Linked DNA regions of Columba livia: region 1 is linked to region 2. A link is a contact called in public Hi-C data. All regions are on one chromosome and are shown on one strand. The core of a region is the stretch at or near the end of the contact, and the rest is flanking DNA. Distances in the headings are between cores, read along the strand shown.

Region 1 (5,876 bases), core at 2,142-4,641, 87 kb before region 2:
GAACCACTGAAAGCCTCATCACCGTTCAGGAGCATTTTAACAACAGAACTACCTCATCACCTTGTTAAATGAGGCACATAATAACCCAGTGATGCACACTGCCATTTAAATTTTCTTGGATCCCAACTGCTTCTTAGTATTTGCAAAACACAGCTACTCCTAAAGCACTAAGTCTATAACTGATGTGTATATCTTTTGTTTAAAGGACACAAACAATGCTTCACATACTTCAGCGGTGCAGGTAGAATTGTCTGGTAGTTGTAGTGTTGTTGCTGTTGGCTCAGGATCTGCAGCTGCAAAAACAGTTGCTGCTGTTGTAGCAGACGAGCATAGTTGGAGTCCATCTGTGGCTCATTTTTCTCACCTTTCTGATCAGGTGGAATATATTGATGATACTTCAATTTTTTCACCCTTGGCTTAGGTTCTTTACATTTCTTGCTTCGATGCTTATCGTTGGGATTCTTTGGGTGGCTTTGCTGTTTATGGATGGTAAAGATTGAAACAACGGTAAGAGCTCATTCACAAGCAGTTACGCAAGGTACAAAGATACAGCATACGGGACCGCATCTGCTGCAAGGAGTTGCTGAATACAATTATCCCTGCAAACCTGCCCAAAAGGATCGCTTACCATCCTTGCAAAGTCAACATACTCCGGATGGCTTAGACTGCGCACAAGATGGGGTCATCAAATCAGTTTGGGAATGTTCTTTAATGGATGGCACAAATGAAGCTGAGGGATTCTGCTAGCCATGACCTGCCATCGCAAAGAGATTGCTCTCAAACAGGCAACGTCAAAGCCACTTAGCACTTCGTGCAAGCAAAAGCTGGTGTCTTCAACTCCACCTGTAAACACTCAGAAGTGCTTACAAGGCTGGATTAAAAGCAGGGACAGACAGTCCTATGAATTACAGGATTGCTCTCACGAACTTTCCGCAGTATCCCTTGTAGCAACACCTGCACATGTGGCACAACTCCTTTAAAGACCTTTGAAATTATTTTGAGTGAAAAGTTGAAGGGCAGGTAGTTACCCAGTCACACAGAGTGCAGCGGAGCAGAAATCCTCTGTTGGTCTATGCACATTTATTACACACATAACCTGCTTTGGGGATGTCTGAATTTGTCATTAAGGTCCTGCATTAAGTAAGCTGGTTCAAGTCCAGTGATTTCACTACATATAGCCAAATTTATACTAGAAATTGACTATTAAAGGTCATCCTTGCAAATGTAACTGAGAATTAATTTAACGTAGTTAGGCAGAAGTCTACATACGGAGCTGAAAACCTTTGGCAAAGTTGCTGAAATGAAATATTATAGACATCATCTAACACAACGGTGTTTGAAAAAGTTTTCCATGCTGCTGGCTCTGTCAGTGCAGAAAAGAGAACTGAGTACGTCCAAGTACGAGGATACGGCAGCTGCTCTCACGCTGTGTGTTCTGCTTATACAATAAATGGACTAAGAAAATAAGTCACAGAAAAGGAGTGATGCTGTTCACCAGTTTGGTTATAGGCAGACTAGGAATGCAGTTGCCTCTGTTCCTATTAAATTATTCACCATAAAAACTAGATTAATTAATTTCACCTATAGGAAGTAGAAACTCAATACTGCAAAAATCTCATCCCTATTTCTTAAGAGCTTCCATAGCAATGTAAAGTGCAATGAAAACTTGTGTCAGCTGTACTGGAAGGGCCTCCTGAAATAATGAGCCAGTCCGTCCGAGTGCCGGTGGCTCAGCTCAGCGGACAGACGCTTTCAGTCAACAACCCGCTATGTTCTCCCGGACACTAGTACAGTTGTTAGCTATACTACACTACACATTATACTGCACTATAACGTTACTCATGCATTTTTTCACTAACACTAGCACTGGGTAGGACATGGATTAAGAACGTAGAACAGATGCCACGACTGCAGACACCGACCTTTACTAACGCTGGCGCAGGCTTTGCCGCAGGCGCGGTGCTGGTGGTCGGCGTGGTTGCAGCAGTAGAACGTGTAACGTGCTGTTCAATTGTAGAGGGGGTTTTGAGAAATTCAGGAACTGGAGAGGTTAAAGGTGGATACTAGTATTAAAAAAATATAAGGAGAAAGAGAAACATTAAAAACATCCACCATCTGAGTCATTGAAAAAATGTGATAAAGTTAAGACAATTTACTTAAATTCACAAAATATTTTTGGGAGGAATAGTGCAAACTGGCCTTTCTTGTATTTGTGCCTACAAATATTCTAACAAGGCATATATTGGCACACTACAAATATATTAAATGAGATAAACTGGTTTCTTACCTTGACTTCTTCGTTTGTATTATAACTACTGCATGTAAACGCATCCAAAATCTGTTTTTACTAATACAGAATTTACTTCTAGTTTCACCAAAGGGAAACAGTAATTGATTTTAATACCAATTTTGTAGTGTATCATAAATATTTTTCCGACATCATTAACATTTTTCTTTATTATTATGATTTTTATTCTTCTTTTTTTTTTTTTTCTGTGGATAGAAAGAATGATAACCAAAAAGGATTTAGAACAACATACAAAAAGAGCCCTCAAGAAAGGGCTTTGTTTTTATAACCTTTACACTGCTGTTTTAATTTGCAGAATTCTTTTCTCCTTCTAACACACATGCAAACAAATAAAGAAGTATCATCAAGACATTTTCTTTCTTTCCTTCTTACAAAACCATCAGAAAGAGCTGGAAGTGCCTTCAGAACTAACCTCACCCATTCAAGTCAGGAACATGTTACTTAAAATGTTCCTAACACGTATTTGCCCCTGGCTGGTGGCCCAGAATCAGATTAACTAATTGATGCCAGCTCTTAACTTGATAATTGCAAAACTCTTCTAGACCTGACAGCTGTCGCTACAGAAACCTCCTCTTCATGCAGTCTGTCAGAATTACAGCAAGAGCTCATGTCTAATATTTTTTCTGGTTAGCATTACCATGTTTCATATATGAAGGCTTCTACAACCAAAGAATTACAGCTTTTAAGAATATAAGTCATACTTTCATATGCAACTAAGTATAGAAAAATAGTTCAAATAAAATTGTATTAATTACAAAAAAAGGAGAGATAAGGGTTAAAAATAATTAAAGGAAGAATGGAGTGCATTGTTAGCAAGTGCTAGCGGAGATACCACCATTTATGACTCTGCTTGAAGCAGCGTTACAGTCTGACCCCAGGCTCACCAGGGGCACACCAAAGCAGCTGCTGAATTCACAGGAAACCCGCTTTATTACCACACGCTTGAGGCCTTCACTGTTTTCTGTCTGTGGAGGCAGGATCTTGTGAACACGAGAACCTTACCACCCAGAGCAGGACTGCCAGCAAACCCTCTCTCTCTTTCATGAGGGTCAAACAGCAAGACAGGGGAACAGACTTTGTTCCGGAGGATCCCGCGGCAGCAGAGCAGCCTGTGTTGAACACACAACTTCCCGTGGTGTTTTCACGGCAAGCACAGCCCTGCCTGCGCCCGGAGCTGCGTTTCTTCTGTACCTGCCCCCAGCACGATCACAGGACTGTGTAGGTACAGTCCAGCAGCCTGAGCGTCACTGCGTTTGTTCCCTTGCTGTTACAAACACCATGTGTGTCATTTCTTCTGTAAGCTTACCCAATTCCATACTGACTTAAGACTTCATTATGATTCTTTTCCTGGCACCACTACACCTACCAGAAGATTGCCAAAAGTTTTCCTACATAATAAGCGAACTTCACCAAGCTTAACTTTGTCATATCCATTTTTCTTGTTCTGAAATTGTTATCTGATTTAAAACCTATTTCCTTCTATAGTCAATATCCCTCTGATGGGATATAGACCCTGTACACAAACAGATCTCAGCCCTTGTTTTTCTAGCTACACAAATGAATTTTTATTCTTTTCTCATAAAAGAGATTTTTCGCTCTCTGCTCATCCTTTCCTATTTGTGTTACAATTTTCATCAGTGTTTCTTGGCTCTGAGTGACTGGAAATGTACAGGATATTCCATGTGGGATCCTCTCTCAGACACACGGAGCAGCTTGCTGCCGCCCCTCCGTGTGCCTTCCCGCTTGTCCTGGTTTTGTTAAAAACAAGTTTCTCTTTTAGTGAATTTGCCTGTCAGCTGAAGCTTCATAAGAGCTGCATTCTCCTGGAGAACCAGATCCATGTTTTGGTGAACACAGCAATGGAATGTGAAGTTATTGACAAGCATGGATGGACATCTCGGGAGAGGGGCGACGAGAAACAGGTGACCAAAAACTGACCAACTGTGTATAACATCCCATTCACCTGATACCCCATATAAAAGTGGGAGATCACGAGGATCTCGTCCCTTTTCCTTATGGCGACATTAGGAGAGGACCTTGCGAGTCATCCCTGCGAACTGAGGCCAGTGACAGACTGAATCCAGCTCCGGTTGGCTGCAGAGTCCAGTCCAGGACTTCGGGTGCCGGCTCTGCAGTTGCTGAGACTTTCAAGATTGGTTTTATATATTCTGTATTATTTTCTCTATTCTTATCAGTAGCATTAGTAACACATTGTTAATTTTCCCAATTCTCTTGTCTCTGTCCTTCTTTCCCTCCGGATGGCCTGTGCTGAGTGGGAAGGGGGAGAGGGAGGGACAAAAGGGGTGGGGGGGGAGGAGAGGAGGTGAACAATACATCTGCCAGTGTTTGATTGTCACCCCGCAATCTAAACCCTCAACACCGCTCCGTGTGCCTTCCCCTCTGCCTGCACCTGAGGCCCCAGCTCACCACGGGTCCTTTTCATGCAAAGGAAATGTCTTGTGTATTTTTTTTAAGAACTGTTCTGTTCTACTGGAACTCTATCTCTCTCCTAAAAGCCAAATCAACCAGTTCTTCCTGCATACCAGCAATCCAACTGTGCTGACTGTGCCCTCCAGCTTCTGGTACGTGACCCATTCTTATGTCAAGGTTGTTAATAACATAAAACCGGAATGCCCTCAGATCAACTCCTGCCAACTTCCTTTCAACCCAGTGCTTTCCTCTTTCTGCCTTATCTCTACTAATCACCATCTTCTCTGGTTTTGCCAGCATTCAATATCATACAGAATTAAATCCAGACAAATGAGATCACTTTCATTTCCATTGTTTAAGAAAGCAATTGGATCACCTACTACAATATTCCTTTTATAAAAGTCCATCCATTTCCCTATATTCCTATCAGTAAATATTCTTTTTCTTCAGAATACCTTCTAAAACCTTGCATTCCAATTAAGTCAGATCGGTACTTCTCCCTAATTAATTTCTTCCCGTGCTTTACTATTCTCCCATGAGATTGCACCAGAAAGGGCTTAAATCAGACATTTTGCAACTGTATTTTTTTGTATTTCTGGGATGGCGTTTATCAGGCTTCCCATCTGCATGCACTAAGCTGACTTTTGCTTGCAATTAAATTATAGTTATTTTCCCTTCTATCTCTGTTTGTTTATCACGTTTTGCTGTGTCTCCAACGTCCAGGTGCGCAGAGGCAGCTCCAGGCACCCCGTGCCGCTCCCCAGCCCGCGCCGTTCGGCACGGCAGCTCTGCTCGCTCACCGCGCCGCACGCCTGCCTGGGCTTGTGTCAGCTCATGTGGCGGGCTCAAGATACAAATGCCTCTATTTTTAAATCCAGCTTTCAAAGCATTTGCTCTGGAAAGCATCCGATAGCTACACAGTATCTGTTCTTCGCTGGACTCACCTAAGAACTGGCAGGGGACTACAGAGGGACTTAGCCTTTAAGAAAGGGCTCTGGATGCTGTACTCCAACATATTGCACTCCTGGTGCTATCAAATGTAAAAGGCTTACTCTAGTCACAGCAGTAATATTTAAAAGCAGTTTGTCTTTGAATCAGAGTGTCATATACAGTATTAGTCATATACAGTGTTAGCATA
Region 2 (5,528 bases), core at 148-2,647:
CAGAGGGATCTGGATGGATTGGAAAATGGGCTGATTCCAATGGGCTGAAGTTCAACAAGGCCAAGTGCTGGGTCTTGCACTTTGGCCACAACAACCCCCTGCAGCGCTCCAGGCTGGGCACAGAGTGGCTGGAGAGCAGTCAGACAGAAAGGGACCTGGGGGGACTAATGGACAGGAAGCTCAAAATGAGCCAACAGTGTGCCCAGGTGGCCAAGAAGGCCAATGGTATCCTGTCCTGTATCCAAAATAGCGTGGTCAGCAGGACAAGGGCAGTGATCCTTCCCCTGTGCTCTGCATTGGGGAGGCCACACCTGGAGTGTTGTGTTCAGTTCTGGGCCCCTCAGCTCAGGAAAGAGATTGAAGTGCTGGAGCGGGTCCAGAGAAGAGCAACAAGACTGGGGAAGGGACTGGAACACAAGCCCTATGGGGAGAGGCTGAGGGAGCTGGGCTTGTTTAGTCTGGAGAAGAGGAGGCTTAGAGCTGAGCTCAGCACTCTCTAGAACTACCTGAAGGGCAGTTCTAGCCAGGTGGGGATTGGTCTCTTCTCCCAGGCATCAGCAATAGGACAAGGGGCCATGGGCTTCAACTCTGCCGGGGGAAATTGAGGCTGGAGATGAGAAAGCAATTCTTTGCAGAGAGAGTGGTCAGGCATTGGAATGGCTGCCCAGGGAGGTGCTGGACTCACCGTCCCTGGAGGTTTGTAAACTGAGATTGGACATGGCACTTAGTGCCATGATCTAGTGAATGGACTGGAGTTGGACCAAGGGTTGGACTGGGTGATCTCTGAGGGCTTTTCCAACCCAGTCCATTCTGTGATCTCAGAAAATTCTTTACTCCTTCTTTACTCCTGAGGCAAAACTTGAGCCTTTTGAAAAGGGTAAAAGAAAAAGCAAGACACAATTTTGCAACAAAGAAAATTTGGTTTGTTCAAGATTGTGATATTCAAATTATTTTGTTAGAGAAGTTCTGGAATTACAGACTTGTCAAGTATGTTTCACTGGCAATAGTCCAAGTGTTTACATAATCAAAGAACTACTGAAAATACTTATTTTGCTTTTCTACACCTTCTGATATTCATGTTCACACTTGAGGACAGAAAGAACCATCAACTGTGTGAGTACACTTCCAATTTCCTTCATGGCCATGGGTGTGTCAAGAAAAAAAGATGCATTTTAGTACTGAGAAAGTGAAACAACAGTTTAACTACATTAAGTGCTTGAGGTGAATACTTCCAGGATTTGCACTTCACTCAGCCAAGCCCTGTTAAAACCAAGCCTTATTTTTAACTCACGCCTAATTGTGCTAAATAGCACATTACATTTTTTTCACCCCCCCTCAGTGAAGTGAGGCCTCTGTGGTACTTTTATCTGTTCACAGCTTCCAGTGAATGATAAATGCCTTTCAAAAATGGCAGCAAAGGACATCAAACATCACAGGTTTTACACTGTAGCTACAGAAGCTGAAACTCACAGTGTGTTTCACTTCTGTAACAAGTTTCTTCAACTCAGCACCCAGCCATTGTTTTTGCCATGCATTTGCTTTGTAAATTAAAAAGCATTTATAAGAAAAAGAATTCCGTGTAACTGCTGCCATTCATGATCAAGTCACGCAATAATCCACTACAGAGTATTTTTCTGTCTAGATATTCTTGCATCTCTCCTATGAAGCAAATTTTTCAGGACCTAATAAAGATCACATTGATTATTAAACATCCTCCAGTTTGTCTTGTGACTCCGCAAGGACCTCACAGGAGACACAGGCGTTGTGTTTACCCTAATGCCTCCCTGCTTTCAGTCAATCTTCCTGCTTTGAAGTGAGCTCATAGTGCTGTGTAAGCCCTGCCAGAAACAACTTGCCATGCTTTACTACAGCACCTTGCACCAGTTTTACTGTGCTATTAAGTATATCATTTCTGTCTGGCCAAAAGCACCAGGAATAATAGCTCTTTACTGCAGTGATCATTTCTGACCTTCATTTAGGTGAATTTATGAGTTCATCAGGTGTTAATTCACACGTGACTCTACACCAATTTTATAAACATTTATAACACCTAGCAAAATAAAAAGAAGTATGTGCATGGTAACTCCTCAAGAAACACTATTACAAGCTTTTGTTGTACACTGTCACACACAGGTAATATGCGTTTCCGACAGAACTCGGTGTCACCCACATTTTAAATGCAGCAGGTCTGTGGAGGCTGCTGTCACACTGACCTCTAGTGGCAACGCAAAAACTAGTACAACGGTCATTCTATCATTCTAGGACAGGGCTATTTTTCAAGTCTGCAATGTATTTCTTCTTTTCATACTGGCAAAGTCCAAAGGTGGTGGTTTTTGTTTGTTTGGAGTTTGTTTTTTTTTGTCCTTCCTCTTTGGTAGGGCAAAAAGGTAGAGAGGAAGCAGCCAAGGGGAAGATGAGAAAATGCCCAGAAAATGTGTTCACATTTCTAACCTAGAAATACCAGAATTAACAAATCTGGTGTCCTTCGGCTCCAGCATAAAACTGTTCAAACTGTTTCACAGATTGGAGCTTTTAACACACTGACTAAAAGGAACAGGATACAGTTTCTGAAGCGGAAACTTACATTCTTCTAAGCATTCAATACTCAGTTATATATATAGCCATTAAGATGTTAAAAAATAGCAGTAAAATATTCTTGTATTCCTGGCTCTTAGATATCTATTTTATTAACTCTCCAGGGTTTCCAGCTTAGACAAGAACATAAAAATAGCAGTGGCTGGGGGAGTAGGTGAACAGAACATGAGAGGAAAACACATCTTTCATGTATAAATCCTACATAACAACAAAAAAGGTGCCAAGCGATAACCAAAATCTTTACAAGGATAGTTACAGCATTACTTCAAAATACTGCTATTCAGATAGTGTCCAAGGTGCATCCAGACAAAGATTAGTATGATATTGCTATTTTTTGATAGGAAAAGGCATGAGGAGAACTTTGTTCATGCAAAAAATTGGCAGTGTGCATTGTTGACAAAACATGGCATCTACAATCAGTTTTAATCACAGGCCAGTGTCCTATAGACCACAGGACGCTATTTCCCCAAGTTCAATTATTCCCCTTTGAATGCCAGTCTGAATTTTATAGTTTTTTTACGTCAAGGGCGTAGTTCAACTGCTCATTTGTTTTGTAGCCAGCTACTGATATCAGAAAGCCATACAAACGCATGATCCAATATCTAAAAATAATGTGGATGTTTTCAAACGGTATGAGTAAGTCAAGCAAACTAATTGGAGCAAAGAAAACAACTAAAAAACCCCAAACAAACAAACTACATATCTACTCATTTTATCTCAGTCTTTGTGTGGAAAAAAAGGAATACTTCTTCAGCCTCAATACCGGTTAGTAGAACTCTTCTTATGGAATTAAGCTTTGTATATTTTCAAACAGAACAGTCTCACTTTTATTTCATTAAATTCTTACCGGTAATGAGGTTTGCAGGAATTCTGTCGGTAAGGAAATCTACCACAAGGATTCGACTTGTTGCAAAGATGACTCCTCCTTGTGTGTAAAATTCGTATCGAGTATTGTTTGTAATTTCATTGGTAACACGCCGAGGAAGATGAACAACTCCGTCTGATCTCAGCTGATCAATAAAATACTCCTAAACCAAATGCAATAAAAATGCAACACTTCATTGTGGTAACTGATCAAACTTTAATTATACATACTCTGGTAATTTTGAGAAGCTGTTGAAAACACATTAAAAGCATGACAGTATAAGATACTACCTAAGGAGGTCTGAATTATCATTATTTTTTTTCTGCTTAGGTATGCTTTGTCCAGTTTCAGACTCATCCAGGGTGATTTAAAAATCTATGTATCCTCAGTACTAGCTACACAATACTTAAACCTTTTCTTATATTTTAATAGCTCTTTTTCAGATAATAGGCAATTTTAATACCGACTTAACAGGGAATTTGGGAGGAGGTCGTTGTTTAGTCCACTGAGCGGCTGCCAAGGACAACAACAGCAGGCAGGGCACATACATCAAGCTCAACCTTCTGAACTACAGCTGTGGGATTTATTCACCTCAGGTCACGACAAAAAATCCCCAGAACCTCACCTCCTGATGGGGGAGTTCTCCCTGGTCCCGGGCAACACACAGCAGCATTTTCTGAACAAACCTGCTGGCAAGTTTCACCCCTTTCTGCTCGCTGGCTACTCACTGATTTCTACTATTTACAGCTTACGTAGATAAGGTTATTTAACCTCGTTATTACTACTAGGACACCATCGTGCTGCATGAGTAGAAATTCGGGCCTTGATTTGATCCCAAACGCGTCTGGTCTGACGACTTCTCCTCAGGAGCCGCAAAGCCCGGGACGTAGCGCACAGGACGGGACCCGCGGCCCGCCCGGCCCCCCACCGGCCCCTCACCGGCCCGCCCGGCCCCCCACCGGCCCCACACCGCCCCACCCGGCCCGGGGCACTGACAGGGTCACTTCCCCCAAACCCGAGCGGCGCGGCGGGCGCGGGGGAAGAGGCGGGGCGGGCACAGGCCGGCGCAGGACCCCGTTTACCTCCTCGGCGGGGCTGGTGTTGAGTACGAGCACCAGGCTGGTGGGCTCGCAGTAGAGGCGCAGGAAGCGCAGCAGCAGGCGGTCGAGGCCGAGCCCGCGGGCGCAGATGAGCAGCCCGTCCTGCTGGAGCAGCTCCAGGAAGATCTGCGTTTCGTGCTCCAGGAGCGCCGCCATGGCCGCGGGGCAGCGGCGCATGCGCGGCAGCCGAGGCGGCGCCCCCTGCTGGAGCGGGGCGGCGCGGTCCTCCAGCGGCGCGCGTGGCGAGTTTTCCCGCCTCGAGCGCGAGGAGCGTGAGGCGGAGCTGCGGGGGCGGGCGAGGGGGGCCCAGAAACACCGGGACAGTGGCGGTGGAACGGGACGTGTCTGCCCTCCAGCTCTGGAAACCACGGCGGGTCCGCGGGATCCCTGACGGAAGGTGTGGGAACAGAGATCAGCCTTGAAGATATTAAGGTGTACCCGTGAGAAAGAAGGGATGTACCCGTGTGTGCGCATACCCAGGCACGTCGCAAGAAGAGCCAGAGGCCACGAATGCCTTGCAAAGAGCAAGTTTTATTTTAGTTACCTCTCTACTGGGGGGTCTCTGAAGTAGCACCTGAGCTCCCAGGCAGAGGTGACACCAGGGGGACGCGGGCGCTGCAGCAATTCAGCCCTGGTAGAAGATCCCGGGGCCTGCTGAGCTCGCCTGTATTTCAAGGCTTCAAGCAAGCGCAGCCTCTGCTCTTTCTCACAACAAAGCAGGAATCCCGGACATGGTGATAAGCTGCCTGGAGTTTCTCACAGACCTATGTCATCTAACACAGAGGTTCTACTCGTCAAGCACACAAGGTCAGTAAAACAATTAGTGTGATGTATGTGCTTTTTCTACAGACAGCTGCAAATCACTTGAGCATATTTACATTTAACCAATCTCCTCGCCATTCTTCCGCTATATTCCCATACAACCTTTGAGAGAGAAGGGAGTAGAAGAGTAACATAGATGATAGCAA

Evidence for each region. A called contact is a pair of places that touch in the nucleus more often than the background predicts.
Region 1: a contact with region 2 is called in a Hi-C map of crop, with 4 times the contacts expected there. The contact joins two enhancer-like sites. A contact is called at or near these places in 2 of 2 Hi-C or Micro-C datasets (crop and liver).

What each region holds. Positions count from the first base shown.
Region 1 is chr15:1,293,141-1,299,016 of bColLiv1.pat.W.v2, reverse strand. MRTFB (myocardin related transcription factor B) reads right to left here. Exons shown (of 17, transcript XM_065030431.1): 9 at 1,923-2,063; 10 at 229-476. Among named protein-coding and RNA genes, the nearest start is that of TRNAT-CGU, 25 kb to the left of the region's middle. Within about 2 kb of position 3,391, at least 1 of the 3 cell types and tissues checked has an H3K27ac peak away from gene starts, as active enhancers do.
Region 2 is chr15:1,204,875-1,210,402 of bColLiv1.pat.W.v2, reverse strand. ERCC4 (ERCC excision repair 4, endonuclease catalytic subunit) reads right to left here and starts at 4,781. Exons shown (of 11, transcript XM_065030440.1): 1 at 4,543-4,781; 2 at 3,443-3,623. The coding sequence starts at 4,737. Within about 2 kb of position 1,397, at least 1 of the 3 cell types and tissues checked has an H3K27ac peak away from gene starts, as active enhancers do.